Regions from separate parts of the Pan troglodytes genome. Here region 2 is linked to region 1. Evidence: chromatin contacts called from public HiChIP or PLAC-seq data. All regions are on one chromosome and are shown on one strand. Each heading gives the region's core, a stretch centred on a gene start, on an enhancer-like site or on the middle of the called end of the contact. The rest is flanking DNA. Distances are from core to core; before and after follow the strand shown. Region 1 holds the start of FADS3 (fatty acid desaturase 3). Region 2 holds the start of INCENP (inner centromere protein).

Region 1 (7,152 bases), core at 1,986-4,485:
TGGGTTCAAGCGATTCTCCTGCCTCAGCCTCCCAAAGTGCTGGGATTACAGGCATGCGCCACCACGCCTGGCTAATTTTGTATTTTTTAAGAAGAGACAGGGTTTCTCCATGTTGGTCAGGCTGGTCTCAAACTCCCGACCTCAGGTGATCTGCCCACCTCAGCCTCCCAAAGTGCTGGGATTACAGGTGTGAGCCAACGCGCTCGGCCTGAGATGTTTTTAAAACAGATATTATTGGCTGCGAATCAATGAGAAAACTGTGTGATGGAAGTCTCAGGATCCGAAGCTAAATGTTAAGTCAGTAATTCCACTTGGGAGGAACCCCAGCATGGGCCTGGCACCAGGCAGGAAACAGTGATGAAATAAAAGCTTTCTGTATCCCAGCCGGGTGTGGTGGCTCACACCTGTAATCCCAGCACTTTGGGAGGCCGAGGTGGGTGGATCACGAGGTCAGGAGTTCGAGACCAGCTTGGCCAACATGGTGAAACCCCGTCTCTACTAAAAATACAATATGCCGGGCGTGGTGGCGCGTGCCCGTAATCCCAGCTACTCGGGAGGCTGAGGCAGGAGAATCGCTTGAACCTGGGAGGCGGAGGTTGCAGTGAGCCAAGATGGCGCCACTGCACTCCAGTCTGGGTGGCAGAGCAAGACTCTGTCTCCGGCGGTTGGTGGGGAGTAAAGTTTTCTGTATCCATACTGTCCTCTAGGTTACAAAAGACTAGAGCAGGCCGGGAGTGGTGGCTCATGCCTGTAATCTCAGAACTTTCGGAGGCTGAGGCAGGAGGAATGCTTGAACCCAGGACTTTGAGACCAGCCCGAGCAACATAGTGAGACCCTGTCTCTATTTTTAAACAAATAATAATAAATAAAATAGATACTTAAAAAAAAAAAAAAGACCAGAGCAGGCATCCACAAGACTCCTTGAAGGGAGGCCAGGGCTCAGCCAGGCCTTTGGGGAGAAGCCGTGCCCCTCACCTCGCCACGCCCTGGCAGAAAGGCAGGCACACACACCACTCACCCAGACATGCAAACACCTGCACGCGCAAATACTGCCCCCGGGCTGCTTCATCCCACGGCTGTGCTGTCCCCTCGGGCCAGCGTCTGGCGCCTGAACAGCCACGGACAAGGCGTTCTCTCTTTTTTTTTTTTTTTAGAATTTCAGGAGGATTCTTATTCTCACTCCTCAGCTTCATGGGGTGGAAGGAGAAAAGAGGGGCTTTCTTCCTCAAAGAGTCCAGTGAAGATTGTCCAACATGCTGGAGATGGCAATCGGCAGAGAGCAGGTGGCCCTGGCAAGAGGGACGCCGACAGTCCTGGGACTGGACAGAACCTCCGCTGCTGCCCAAAGAGCCAGCATTCAGGATTCATGTCCTCGGGTCTTGAAGACCTTCCTGATACCCAGTGTGGCCAACCTAGAAATTTGGAGGGTCAAAGACAGGGCATCGTGGCCCCAACCCCTATTATGCAGGTGGGTAACTAAGGAAAAGGGGCTGGTCGGGCTGCTCCACCACTGGACTCCAGCCAGACAGTACCCTGGGGCCAGGCTACATCCCTCCCTGTCTAGACAGGGGCTGGGATTGGGAAGTTGGGGTCCCCAGGGGCCAGCCTGTTCCTGGGGTGACTGTGCTTCCAGGAGAGGCCCACCCAGCCTGGCTGGCAAAGCCCTCCCACGTGCAGCTGCTAGCCCGGAGAGGTGAGTCACTGTCCCTGAGCCCTTTACAGAAGCTCTTGGGAAAGCCACAGACCTCAGGCCGGCCCAGCCCCCAGCCTCTAATGGCATGTCCTTACCGGCCCCTGGGGACCCTGCCCTGCCCTACGCCTAGCACTCAGCAAGCACCCAGCATGGGGACCCAGAACTGAAACAGGGACCTGGGAGCAACAGGGCAGCCCCTCACCCAGGGCAGGCTCTGCAGCATGACACACCCACCTCTGAGGCCCCCTCCTCCCCCGCAGACCTGCTCCGTGGACAGCTGCGGGTCCTCCACGCAGGGAACTGCCCTCCCTACCCCACATCTGGCCCTGGCTAGTCCACCCCAACTCTGGGTCCCGGCGTGGAGGTCAAAGGTCAGCGAGGGGAGGGAGGATGCTAAGGCCCCACAGGTGGAGCGGGACATCACGCCCACGACCGAGCTCCAGGCTCCACCCGCCGGTGGGTGGCTTCCTTACGGCTTCCTTACCGTGGCGTCCTCAGCGCCGTGGTGGCCGATGAGGCGGCTGCCCCCTGGGTGCCGCTGTGCCCAGCGGCTGATGTCGTAGACGCGGCGCTCGATGACCAGCCACTTGTCGCCGGGCTGGTCGTGCGCGCGGATCTGCTCCCAGCAGAAGGTGGGCAGCGGCGCCCCCGGCTGCGCGGGTCCCTCCCGCGGTCCCGGCTCCCCGACGCCGCCCATGCTGCACGCACGAGTCCTGGGGATCCCAGGCGGTGGCCGAGGTCCGAGCAAGACCCCGAGGGAAGCGAAGAGCGCTCCCGGGCGCCGCCTCCGCCGCCGCCGCCCGCTGCTCCGGCCCCGCCCTGCCGCCGCGGCCGCCGTACGAGCGAGCGTGCGCCTCCCGGCTCGCGGCGCAGGGAACTCCCCGCCTTATAACCGCGCGGACGGCGCCCGCCTCGCCTCGCCTGCCCCCCCGCCCCCGGCCAGGCCCCGGCCCCCAAGGCTGGCTGACCCCCCGCGTCCGCTCCAATCCAGGCGCGGGGCCTCGGTCTCCATTGGCCGCCAGGGAGGGCGGCGTCGAGGCGGCCCGCCCCTCCCGGGAGGACAGCGGCCGCCACCCAGCCCTGCCCCGGGGCACCGTCCCGCCCCCTTTCCCCGGGCTGCCGGCTTCCAGGCTCTTGACTCCGCCCGGAGCGCGGGGCCTGGGGACACAACACGCACCTGTTGGGCGTCCCGCAGCGCCTCGCCACGCCCTCGGGAACCGGAGGCGGAGTCCCGGTCTGTGAGCAGCGGGGCCTGGGGGGCTTCCAGCCGCGCGTCCTGCAACGTCAAATCCAGTGCGCCCAGAGGGGGGACGCTGTCTCGGGGTGCCTGTGAACAGTCTTCAAACCATGGGCCCCAATCTCTGCGGGGCCCCCACCGCCGCTGCAGCTCTCGCGGAGCCCTCTGCTGGGGGCGGGTGGCCTCTCCTCCGCCCTCGGCGCTGCAGGGCTGGGGATGGCCAGGGGTGGCCAAGGGGGAGGTAGGGGAGCAGGAGGGCACTGGCGCGTGGAGGCGGGCGCTGCCATCCATGGGCTGAGGACACCTGTGCTTGTTACTGCTTCCCCACCCCTTTTTTGTTTTGAGACAGGGGTCTCACTCTGTCGCCCAGGCTGCAGTGTAGTGGCATGATGTCGGCTCACTGCAGCCTCAACATCCTAAGCTCAGGAGATACCCCCACCTCAGTCTCGGGAGTCCCCAGCTGGGACTACAGGCACGCCCCATCATACCCGGCTAATTTTTGGTGTTATTTTATTTTTGTAGAAATGGGGGTCTTGCCATGTTGCCCAGGCTGGTCTTGAACTCCTGGACTCAAGTGACCCTCTCGCCTCCCAAAATGCTGGGATTACAGGCATGAGCCACTGCACCTGGGCCCCATCCGCTTTTTTTAATTTAAATACCTTCAAGTCCTTCTGAAGGTGTAGGTAGCTCCCCTAATTGCTTCGGATTTCTTTGTGATAAATATACCTGTTCCTAAAAGTTAAGCGTTCACACCAGCAAGGAATTCAAATCAGGCTAAGGTTACTTCCAGAGCACTGGTCTTCAATCTTCCATCAGAACCACCTGAAAGGCTTCCATCAGAACCACCCAGGAGGGTTATTCGGTGGGTCCGGTGTGGAGGCAGAGACTTACATGGCCAGTTCACAGGTGATGCTGACCGGCTGGTTGGGGAAATGCACTTAGAAAACCCTAAGTATATTTCTCTGATATGCTAATATTTTGTCTTGGTCTAAAGAGGACCAGTATCCCCAGAAGGGCAGAGGGGGCCTCTGAGTTCTCCATGGTACCAGGAGCTCCTGCCTTTGCTTGTCAGGACATCCAGCAAGGCCCATGATGTCATCAGGCACCGGGGCTGCCTGGGCCCTCTCCACTGAGGCACCCACTGACCATATCCTGGAACCCCAACCTGGCACATGTGTGTGGGGGTGCAAGAGCATGGCTGGTGGCCCTGGCCCAAGGGGGCTGCAGGCACCCCTGCCCCCCACCATGTTCACACAGCACAGGAAAGAAGGCTGACTCTTGAAGGAATGCATCCCCTGTACCAAAATCCAGCCCATCCACTGAGGGCATGGACCTGGCCCTGGCCCCACCTTCAGCAGCCCTGAGTGGCCAGATGTGGCCATCCTAGGGGCTTCTTCCTTGGGGCCAGCCCTGGCCTGGTCTCAGCCCCTGTGTGTGAGGTGGTTGGGGGTTGTGATAGGTTAGAACCTCCACTTTCCCCAGCTGCCCCCAGAAGAGATGGGGAAGATGAAGCGGGGGCCACAGAATCATGCAAGAGCTGTGAGTGAGGGCAGGGACCACAGCCCTATTGGCCAAGTCCTCCTCGAAGGGATCACTGTGGAGGCCAGGCGGAGCTCCTCAGAATGCTCCTCAGGAAAGAGGGGCTGCACACAAATGGCCAACACACACACGAAAAGGTGCTCAGCATTGCTAATCATCAGAGAGCTGCAAATGAAACTACAATGAAATACCGCCTCACACTTGTTAGGAGGGCTCCTATAAAAAAGAAAAAGGCCTGGAATCCCACCACTTTGGGAGGCCGAGGCAGGAGGATTGCTTGAGCCCTGGAGTTCAAGACCAGCCTCGGCAACATAGCAGCAACCCCGTCTTTAATAAATAAATACATAAATGAAAAAATCATGCCAGGCATGGTGGTTCATGCCTGTAATCCCAGCACTTTGGGAGGATCTCTTGAGCCTAGGGGTTCGAGACCAGCCTGGGCAACATGACAAAACCCTATTTCTACAAAAAAAAAAAACAAAAAAAAAACAAAAAAAAAACCTAGCAGGGCATGGTGGTGCATGCGCCTGCAGTCCCAGCTACTTAGGAGGCTGAGGTAGAAGGATCACTTGAGCCTGGGAAGCAGAGGTTGTAGTGCCCCAAGATCATGCCATTGTACTCCAGCCTGGGCTACAGAGGGAGACCCGGTCTCAAAAAATCAAATCACACGTGTTGGCAATGATGCAGAACCCTTGTGCATTGTGGGTAAGAATGTGAAGTGCTATAGCCAACTATAGAAAAGAGTATGAAAATGGCTTTAAAATGCCTATGATTCAGCAATTCCACTTCTGGGCATATACCCAAAAGAACCGAAAGCAGAGTCTTGAGGAGATATTTGTACATCTATTTTCTTAGCAGCATTATTCACAATGGCCAAGAGGTCATTGTGAGGCAGCACAACTGTCCATCCACAGACGCTGGATAAACAAAACGTGGTCAGGCCAGGCGCGGTGGCTCACGCCTATAATCCCAGCACTTTGGGAGGCTGAGGCGGGCGGATCACCTGAGGTCAGGAGTTTGAGACCATCATGGCCAACATGGAGAAACCCTGTCTCTACTAAAAATACAAAAATTAGCCAGGCATGGTGGCGCATGCCTGTAATCCCAGCTACTCAGGAGGCTGAGGCAGGAGAAAGGCTTGAACCCAGGAGGTGGAGGTTGCGGTGAGCCGAGATCGCGCCATTGCACTCCAGCCTGGAGTAATAATTAATTATAATATAATAAAATTTAAAATAAAAAATAAAACGTGGTCTATGCATACAATGGAATATTATTCAGTCTTAAAAAGGAAAGAAATCCTGTCACACGCTACAACAGATGGACACTGAGGACATGAAGTGAAAGAAGCCAGTAATGAGAGGACAAATACTGCATCACCCACTTAAATGAGGGCCCTCGTGCAGTGAAATTCATAGAAAGTAGAATGGGGGTTGCCTAAGGCTGGGAGGAGGTGGAAATAGAGGGTTGATTAATGGGTACAGAGTCTCAGTTTTGTGAGATGAAAATGTTCTGGAGATGTTTCAGAACACTGTAAATGGACTTAGCACTACTGAACTATACACTTAAAAATGGTTAAGGGAGGGCCAGGCACAGTGGCTCACACCTGTAATCCCAGCACTGTGGGAGGCTGAGGCGGGCGGATCACTTGAGGTCAGGAGTTCAAGAACAGACTGGCCAACATGGTGAAACCCCGTCTCTACTGAAAAAATAAAAAAAAAAAAATTCACACACAAAAAATTAGCTGGGCATAGTGGCTTATGCCTGTAGACCCAGCTACTTGAAAGGCTGGGGCAGGAGAATCGCTTGAACCCGGGAGGTGGAGATTGCAGTAAGCCTAGATTGCGCCACTGCACTCCAGCCTGGGTAACAGAGTGAGACTCCATCTCAAAACAAAACAAAACAAAAACAACAATTAAAAAAAAAAGAGTTAAGGTAGTACAAGTTATGGGTTTTTTACCATAATAAAATGAAAAAGGCAAGGAGGCTGCGAAAGCCATTTAGTCCTATATTTCCAACTCACAGATGAGGAAACTGAAGCCCAGAGAGGAGCGACTTTGCCCAGGTGCACAGCCCCGGCAGGAGTTCCATCAGGACAGTCTTGGCAGACTGGAAAGCATCCTGCAGGAGTGAAGCACGCCAGTGCGCAGCTGGTCTCAGCTCAGCGCCTCCACCCTCAGAGGCCAGAGTCGTTGCTAGGTTTGAAGAGGGGGCCAAAGAGGGTTAAAATGTTCACATGTGCCAGGGGTACTCAGAGAGGCCCAAGTGGGTTATCTAGAAAATCCATTTAAGAGGAACAACTCCCTCGTGGCTGATGTCGGCTAACCCTCCCCAGCCACCTTTAAGCACATTGCAGGTGTCTAGGAAAGGGAATCCAGGATGCTGGTTCATACTGTGGGCTCCAGGGCTGGCCTCATGATTCCTATCCTGGGGCCATCATTTCCTCTGTGGCACTTCTGTGTGCCTCATTCTACTCATCTGCAAAATGGGAGAATAGTACTCTATAAGGTTGCTGGGAGGATGAAATGAATTAGATCATTTAAAGGGTTTAGAATCATGCCTGGCACAGTCAGTGCTCAGCTATTATCTCTCGTTGGGAGATACTGAGAGTGTATGTCCATCCTCCAGGCATTTCAGTTCTCTGTTTATGACCCCACTTGGGGTCTGACAGCAGGCTATGCCATTG
Region 2 (7,152 bases), core at 3,234-5,733, 230 kb after region 1:
CATTTTTTTTTTTTAAATCTTAACTTTTAGGTTCAGTGGTACATGTGCAGGTTTGTTATATAAGTAAATCGCATGTCATAGGAGTTTGATGTACAGATTATTTCATCACTCAGGTAATAAGCATAGTACCTGATAGGTAGTTTTTTGATTCTCTCCCTCCTCCCACACTCCAGTCTCAAGTGGGTCCTGGTATCTATTGTTCTCTTCTTTGTGTCCATGTGTTCTCAATGTTTAGTTCTCACTTATAAGTAAGAACATGCGGTATTTGGTTTTCTGCACCTGTGTTAGTTTTCTTAGGATAATGGTCTCCAGCTCCATCTATATTGCTACAAAGGGCACGATTTTGTTCTTTTTTATGGCAGCATAGTATTCCATGGTGTACATGTACCACATTTTCTTTACCCAGTCTACTGTTGAAGGGCATTTAGGTTGATTCCAGGTTTTTGCTATTGTGAATAGTGTTGTGATGAACATATGGGTGCATGCGTCTTTACAGTAGAATGATTTATATTCCTTTGGGTATATACCCAGCAATGGCATTGCTGGGTTGACATCTCACACCAGGCACCCATGTTTTTGAGAAAGACATTCCTAGGTTGTAAAACAGACAAAAGGCTTTTAAAATTATTTACATATTGAAGCAGCACAGAAAGAACCTACAGTTCTTTCTTTATAAAAGTTTTTTTTGTTCTTCTTTTAACCCGTGTCTAGCTCTGTCACCCGGGCTGGAGTGCAGTGGCGCAATCTCTGCTCACAGCAACCTTGGCTCACTGCAACCTCTGCCTCTTCAGCTCAAGTGGTTCTCCCACCTCGGCCTCATGAGTAGCTGGTACTACAGACACATGCCACCATGCCTGGCTAATTTTTTGTATTTTTTGTAGAGAGAAGGTTTCACCATGTTGCCCATGCTAGTCTGAAACTGCTGGGCTCAAGTGATCCACCCTCCTCAGCCTACCAAAGTGTTGGGATTACAGGCGTGAGCCGTTGTGCCTGGCCCAAGACTATAATATTGATGGGACATTCTAAGTCCATAGGCTGTGCTGGGGACTCTCTAGCTTAAAGGTGGGGTGGCTCCATGGCCCACATTCCAAGAGTCTGGTTACACATTACCTACGTATTCTTTCTGGTCCTGGAAGTCTGTATCCTTCAGCCAGGTGCCATAGACAGTTTAACCAAGCCCAGAGGGAGGCGGACACAATTATATCCTGGTCTTCTGGTCTTACTTGGGCTTATGTGCTTGCTCAGGGCTATTCTCGGCTCAGTGGTCAGACAAAAGCTTTGACTGTGGTGAACCTTTGTAGCTTTTACCCCAGAGGCCCTCAATGCAAGGGGAATGTTGCATACAGTCCACTGGTCTGCAAATCAAGAAACACGTCCCCCACTGGGGGTAGAAAGAAGACTTTGGGGAAAATAAAAGGAGAGTTTTAAGGGAGTCAATTTCATATTCTCTTAGGTGTGTCCTGTATGCACTTTTTCTTTTCTTTTCTTTTTTTTTTTTTTTGAGATGGAGTTTCACTCTTATCGCCCAGGCTAGAGTGCAATGGCACAATCTCGGCTCACTGCAACCTCCACCTCCTGAGTACAAGCAATTCTCCTGCCTCAGCCTCCCGAGTAGCTGGGATTACAGGCGCACGCCGCCACACCCAGATTTTTTTTTTTTTTTTTTTTGTATTTTCAGTAGAAATGGGGTTTCATCATGTTGGCCAGGCTAGTCTCGAACTCCTGACCTCGAGTGATCCGCCCACCTCAGCCTCCCAAAGTGCTGGGATTACAGGCATGAGCCACCGCGCCCAGCCTGCACTGTACTTCTTTTATCTGCTTGTGAATGTACCTGCCATTAGCTAGTTTTCCTTTCCCTCAGCCCCCCTCCTTTTTTTCTTTTCTTTTTTATTTTTTTGAGATGGAGTTTCACTCTTGTTGCCCAGGCTGGAGTAAACTAGTGTTCCTTTCCCTCAGCCCCGCTCCTTTTTTTCTTTTCTTTTTTATTTTTTTGAGACGGAGTTTCACTCTTGTTGACCAGGCTGGAGTAAAATGGCACGATATCGGCTCACCGCAACCTCCACCTTTCAGGTTCAAGCGATTCTCCTGCCTCAGCCTCCCAAGTAGCTGGGATCACAGGCATATGCCACCATGCCCAGTTAATTTTGTATTTTTAGTAGAGACAGGGTTTCTCCATGTTGGTCAGGCTGGTCTTGAACTCCTGACCTCAGGTGATCCACCCACCTTGGCCTCCCAAAGTACTGGGATTACAGGCGTGAGCCACCACGCCCGGCCCCCTCAGCCCCTTTTATAGTTGCTCTTCTCTCTCTTGAGAAAGACGGGCCTTAATCCCCTTGGAAACTTGCTAAAGTGCACTGCACAGGGTAGAAAACTCTCCGAGGTAACAATCAAATAAACAATTTGAGACACTCATGTCAGAATTAATAAACAGAATGATTAACGATTGGGTAACATATCCTTTTACGATTCAGCTGATTTCCAATTATTTACATTCTTCAAAGAATAACTCAGAAATGTTTAGTTAATTTGCTCACAAATTATTTACTCACATATGATGGAGTCAGTTGGTAAACTGAGTAAAATAACAAAGGCAAAAACAGAATTGATAAAGAGAGGGAAGAAAGGGAGAGGAAAAATACTACAGACGACCTGGGAACAGGGTAAACTATCTGTTGGTAGCTGATCGTGGATATACAAATCTCTTCAAGATTGAACTGCCTTATTTTACAGGTAACAGCAACCTTGACTCACAGAGTAAAGTGACTTTGTCTAAAGCAGTTTCTCAACAGCAGCAATTCTGGTATCTGGGGCCTGGTAATTCCTTGCTGTGGGGACTGTCTTATGCACTAGATGGTGTTTAGCAGCATCCCTGGCCTTTACCCACCAAATACCACTAACCCCTTCTCCCAAACCCAAATGAATTCACGCACTGCCAAATGTGGGGGGCGGAGGTGGGATAAAACCTCCTCTGCATGAGAACCACTTCTCTCAAGAAACGTCCAGTACCAGGGTAGGTGACCAAGGATTCTGTCGCCCAAGAGATGACAGAAGGCTCTAGATAAACGCACACTCCGTTGCCATTCACCAGGCGTTTTGTTTTTACTTCTCAAAAGCGGCAGAGATTTTTTTTTTGAGACGGAGTTTTTTGCTTTTTGTGGCCCAGGCTGGAGTGCAATGGCGCGATCTCGGCCCACTGCAACCTCTGCCTCCCGGGTTCAAGCGATTCTCCTGTCTCAGCCTCCCGAGTAGCTGGGATTACAGGTGCAAGCCACCACGCCCGGCTAATTTTTTTTTGTATTTTAGTAGAGACAGGGTTCCACTGTGTTGCCCAGGCTGGTCTTGAACTCCTGAGCTCAGGCAATCCACCCGCCTCGGCCTTCCAAAGTGCTAGGATTGCAGGCGTGAGCCACCGCGCCCGGCCAGAGATTCTTTATAGGACATATTAGTCCTTGTCTTCCCCACCCACCCCCATATTGGAAAGATGAACTAATTGAAATATGACTTAGTAAAAACATTGTGCCAACTTGAAACCTTGATTTAGTAAAACATCTCAATGTTTAGATCCTTTGTCCAATGGTAGTATTTATCAGATGTATTCAGATTGCTCAGAAAACCAAAAGGGCATTACAACCACAAAAGCAAAGAAAAATAAGAAAACGTCCCATGTTTGGATCTTGTTCTACTTGTAAAGATTAAATTGAAATGATTAGGCTTTTCGATTCATGAGCCAAATACCGTAACACCCTGGCCTTTGATGGGTTTGGATTTTTAACATTACTCCTGAGATTTCAGGAAGTGGGGTTACAGTTACACTCCTTATAGCTTCTAAGTGTATTAAGTTGAATGTAAGGATGCATAATATTGTTTGAATTGAGCCCCACTACCAATTCTTTAAAAAATGGCATGAATTCTTATACGTAAATGATTTGGTGGAACTATTCCATCATAATTTCTCAATTGTTTATATACCAAGGTAGCCTTAATTTGTATATGTTTCAGTACAATGAAATTTTACTCCCTCTGGGATGCTGTTTGGTTTGTATTTTGAGGAATGTTTTTCTCATGGGAAGAGGAACCTATGACTTCTGTACCTAGATAATTTGTTACATTAAAAAGCTGCTCTTTCAGCAATGTAAGTATATACATACATGTTTTTATGAGGAAAAAAAAGCAGCAGAGATCAGAAGACTGCCACCGTGCTTGGAGAAGAAAGAAAGCCGCGCGTGGCCTTCGCAGTGCTCGCCGGGACTCGTAGTTCCAGGTCTGCGGGCTCCTCCCAGGCGGGGATCTACTTCCTCTCTCGGCCGCGGCCGGAGCACCCGGAAGCTGAGGGGGCGTAAAGTCTTTCGCTTCCTTTCCCCGCCTCTTAGTCCCGCAGATTGCTAGTCGACATGGCCAATAGGAGGGCTGACTGGTACTTCCTGTTATTTGATTGGCTTAAAATTTTGCAACCGCCCGGACAAACTTGCCGAGGATTGGCTGAACCTTCAGTTTTGAAAATCATAGATTTCGCCCGCGCTGCGCCGCCTGGTTGCTCCTCCCGTGCGGTGAGTCCCGAAGGCCCGGAGCCAAGTGGGTCTGGGCAAGCGGGGCCTTACCTAGGGATACCACCGGACTTGGATCGGAGCAGCCTTCAGGGGACGTGGCGCAGTCGAGTGAGTGCGCGTGGGCGTGGGGATTGAGGGGTGGTTCGCGATTTTTTCCCCGGTCCTCTGCTCCGTCCCTGTCGACTCCGGACCAGGGTCGTGACTCCCCACCCCAGCCCCTGGCTACCTGGGCATATGAGGGTCACCTCTTCCAAGTGGCGAGGTCGCCTGCCTTGGTTCTCGGGCCCGAGAGGCCTCCCACCCTTTCCACCTAGGCCCTCAGCTTCCTAGAGCATAGCCCCGTTCCCTCCGCTCCCGGCTGCTTGGCACTTTGTTTTGTGCCTGTGAGGATTAGTGTTGACTTGGACGCGCAGGAAGCCCGAAACCAACCCGGTTGTTTGGCGGAATGATGCCAGATGGCATTTCTGTGCAGTTAAACCCCTCTCTCAACGCCCCCGCCCCCAGCTGAGCAGCATTTTAAACTGACCATTTCCGGAGGCTGGGCCGCCCCTTGTCACTCCCCAAGCCTGTTCGCTGTCAGCGGTTCAGTTTCATTCAGCTAACATGGGCTGCTCGAGGGGTTGCCCAGAGCCAAGACTGGGCGCCTGCCTTTCAGAAGTTGATATCTAGAAGGCGGTATAGCCCGTGGTTAAGGGCACGGTTCTATTTATGCCCCTGATTTACCGGCTGATTTTGACTTCTCTTTGCCTCAATTTCCTCATCTGCCCATGCGTATCCTCAAGGTTGTGGTGAGAATTAAATGAGATGATGTCTGACTCGGGCATGGAGTATGACTCAGTAAATGGGAGCAGCTGCTATGCGCTTTCTGCACAGAGGTGTGGTAGGCGCCCAACTTACAGTACCCTGAAAAGGACAGGAGTCATAGAGGAGGACGATGGGGCCTTCAGTCTGGTGTATGGTGTGGAAGAAGTGTTGGAGAGGAGGAAGACTGGAGAGTGTCTCCCTCGGTGAGGTGTTGAGTGCTCTTTATCTGTGTGCAGGTGCTTACATGGGTTGAAGAAGAGATTTTTGCTGCTCTTCCAGGAGCCTGATTCTTGGTACACTGATTCCTTCTTTTTCAGGGTCACCTCTGTTTTAACTTACGGTAACCCTTTTTAAATGGTTGCGCTAAGGTCTGCTAGAAGCAAACCTCCCCGTGAAAGAAGTCCAATTGCTTTCATGGACTTTGTGAAAGAAGCTCTCATCCACGTTGCCCATTTGAACAAATACTTTTTAAAAAGTTAGCCAGTTGTTGCTTTTCTCTGCAAACCTTTGGCTTCCTTAAACAGTTTTCTCTTTTCTGGCCTGAGGTCCTGCGCTTTGCCAGGGCTGTGGTCTGGGTGCAGAAGGGTTAGGGGAAGGTGAAGGATGACAGTGAAAAGGGCTTGCCCATGATTGGCTGGCTGCAGAGCCGAGGTTTCAGCCCAAAGCCTGTACGATCCTGCCCATTTGGCCCTGCCCTGATTATTGCTGCCCTTGGCATCTGGGAACAGGGGTTTTGAACATGTGTTGGTCAGTTCTAACCTGTGCAGATTAAGTTTATTTGGTGCCCTTTGTGTGGTGGGATGAGCACCTATAGGATGTTTATTTCTAGGTGTAGAGTTGATGGGTGGATTAATTCATTTAACAAATAGTCCTTGTTGCCAGGCACTGCTGTGCTCTGGGCATTCAACGATGAGCAAGACAGACAGGGGTTTGCCCTCAGAGAGCAATTGTTTAGTGGGCAGGGACAGGCAGTAAGCAACAGATAAACAAGCACGCAAGTGCTCTGCAGAGAATTACAATCAATGAATGGGATCATGGCTGGGGCTACTTTAGATTGGTTTTCAGGTTTTCCTGAGGATCTGAGATCCAAGCCATGAGGAGTGAGCCATACAAAATGCGAGACAATGTTCCAGACGCAGGGCAGAGCTTGTTGAGGAACAAAGACTACTGTGTCCTTGAATCAAGCCTGAGGAAGTCCCATGAGACTGAAACTTGACCTGGTGCTACGCCCTGTGAGGGATCAAGGGGTCAGCAATTTATCCCTTCCTTACAAGACCTTCCATTGTAGGTAGGAGGCTGAGCTGTGCATGGTTTTTTTTTTTTTTGAGACAGAGTCTCCCTCTGTCGCCTAGGCTGGAGTGCAGTGGTGTGATCTTGGCTCATTGCAGCCTCTGCCTCCTAGGTTCAAGCGATTCTCCTGCGTCAGCCTCCTGAGTAGCTGGGATTATAGGCGTGCACCACCACACACGGCTAATTTTTTTGTATCTTTAGTAGAGACTGGGTTTCACCACGTTGGCCAGGCTGGTCTTGAACTCCTGACCTCGTGATCTGCCCACTTCGGCCTTCTAAAGTGCTGGGATTACAGGTGTGAGTCACCGTGCCCGGCCGGTTCTTGGTTTTAAAGAGGTAAGTCAGGATGGTGGATCACTGCCATTGACTTGAGGCATGCAGTCTGTTGTTATGGCTTATGACCACCACCCATTCATTTGTTCTTTCACTCATTCACCTGTTGGGATATTTAATGAGCCCCTGTTGTGATGTAGTAGAATATGGTTGTCTCTTGGAATCTTCAGGGGATTGG

The links. HiChIP or PLAC-seq counts read pairs in DNA pulled down with a chosen protein or histone mark.
Region 2: a contact with region 1 is called in an H3K4me3 HiChIP or PLAC-seq map of stem cell-derived excitatory neurons, with 2.6 times the contacts expected there. The contact joins the promoter of INCENP here to the promoter of FADS3 in region 1. A contact is called at or near these places in 4 of 7 Hi-C or Micro-C datasets (induced pluripotent stem cells, a lymphoblastoid cell line and stem cell-derived neural progenitor cells) and 1 of 1 datasets of contacts at active chromatin or transcription factors (stem cell-derived excitatory neurons).

Annotation. Positions count from the first base shown.
Region 1 is chr9:64,204,556-64,211,707 of NHGRI_mPanTro3-v2.0_pri, forward strand. It overlaps FADS3 (fatty acid desaturase 3), which reads right to left and starts at 3,236. Exons shown (of 12, transcript XM_054662333.1): 1 at 2,871-3,236. The coding sequence starts at 3,221.
Region 2 is chr9:64,434,645-64,441,796 of NHGRI_mPanTro3-v2.0_pri, forward strand. It overlaps INCENP (inner centromere protein), which reads left to right and starts at 4,484. Exons shown (of 18, transcript XM_054662344.2): 1 at 4,484-4,655.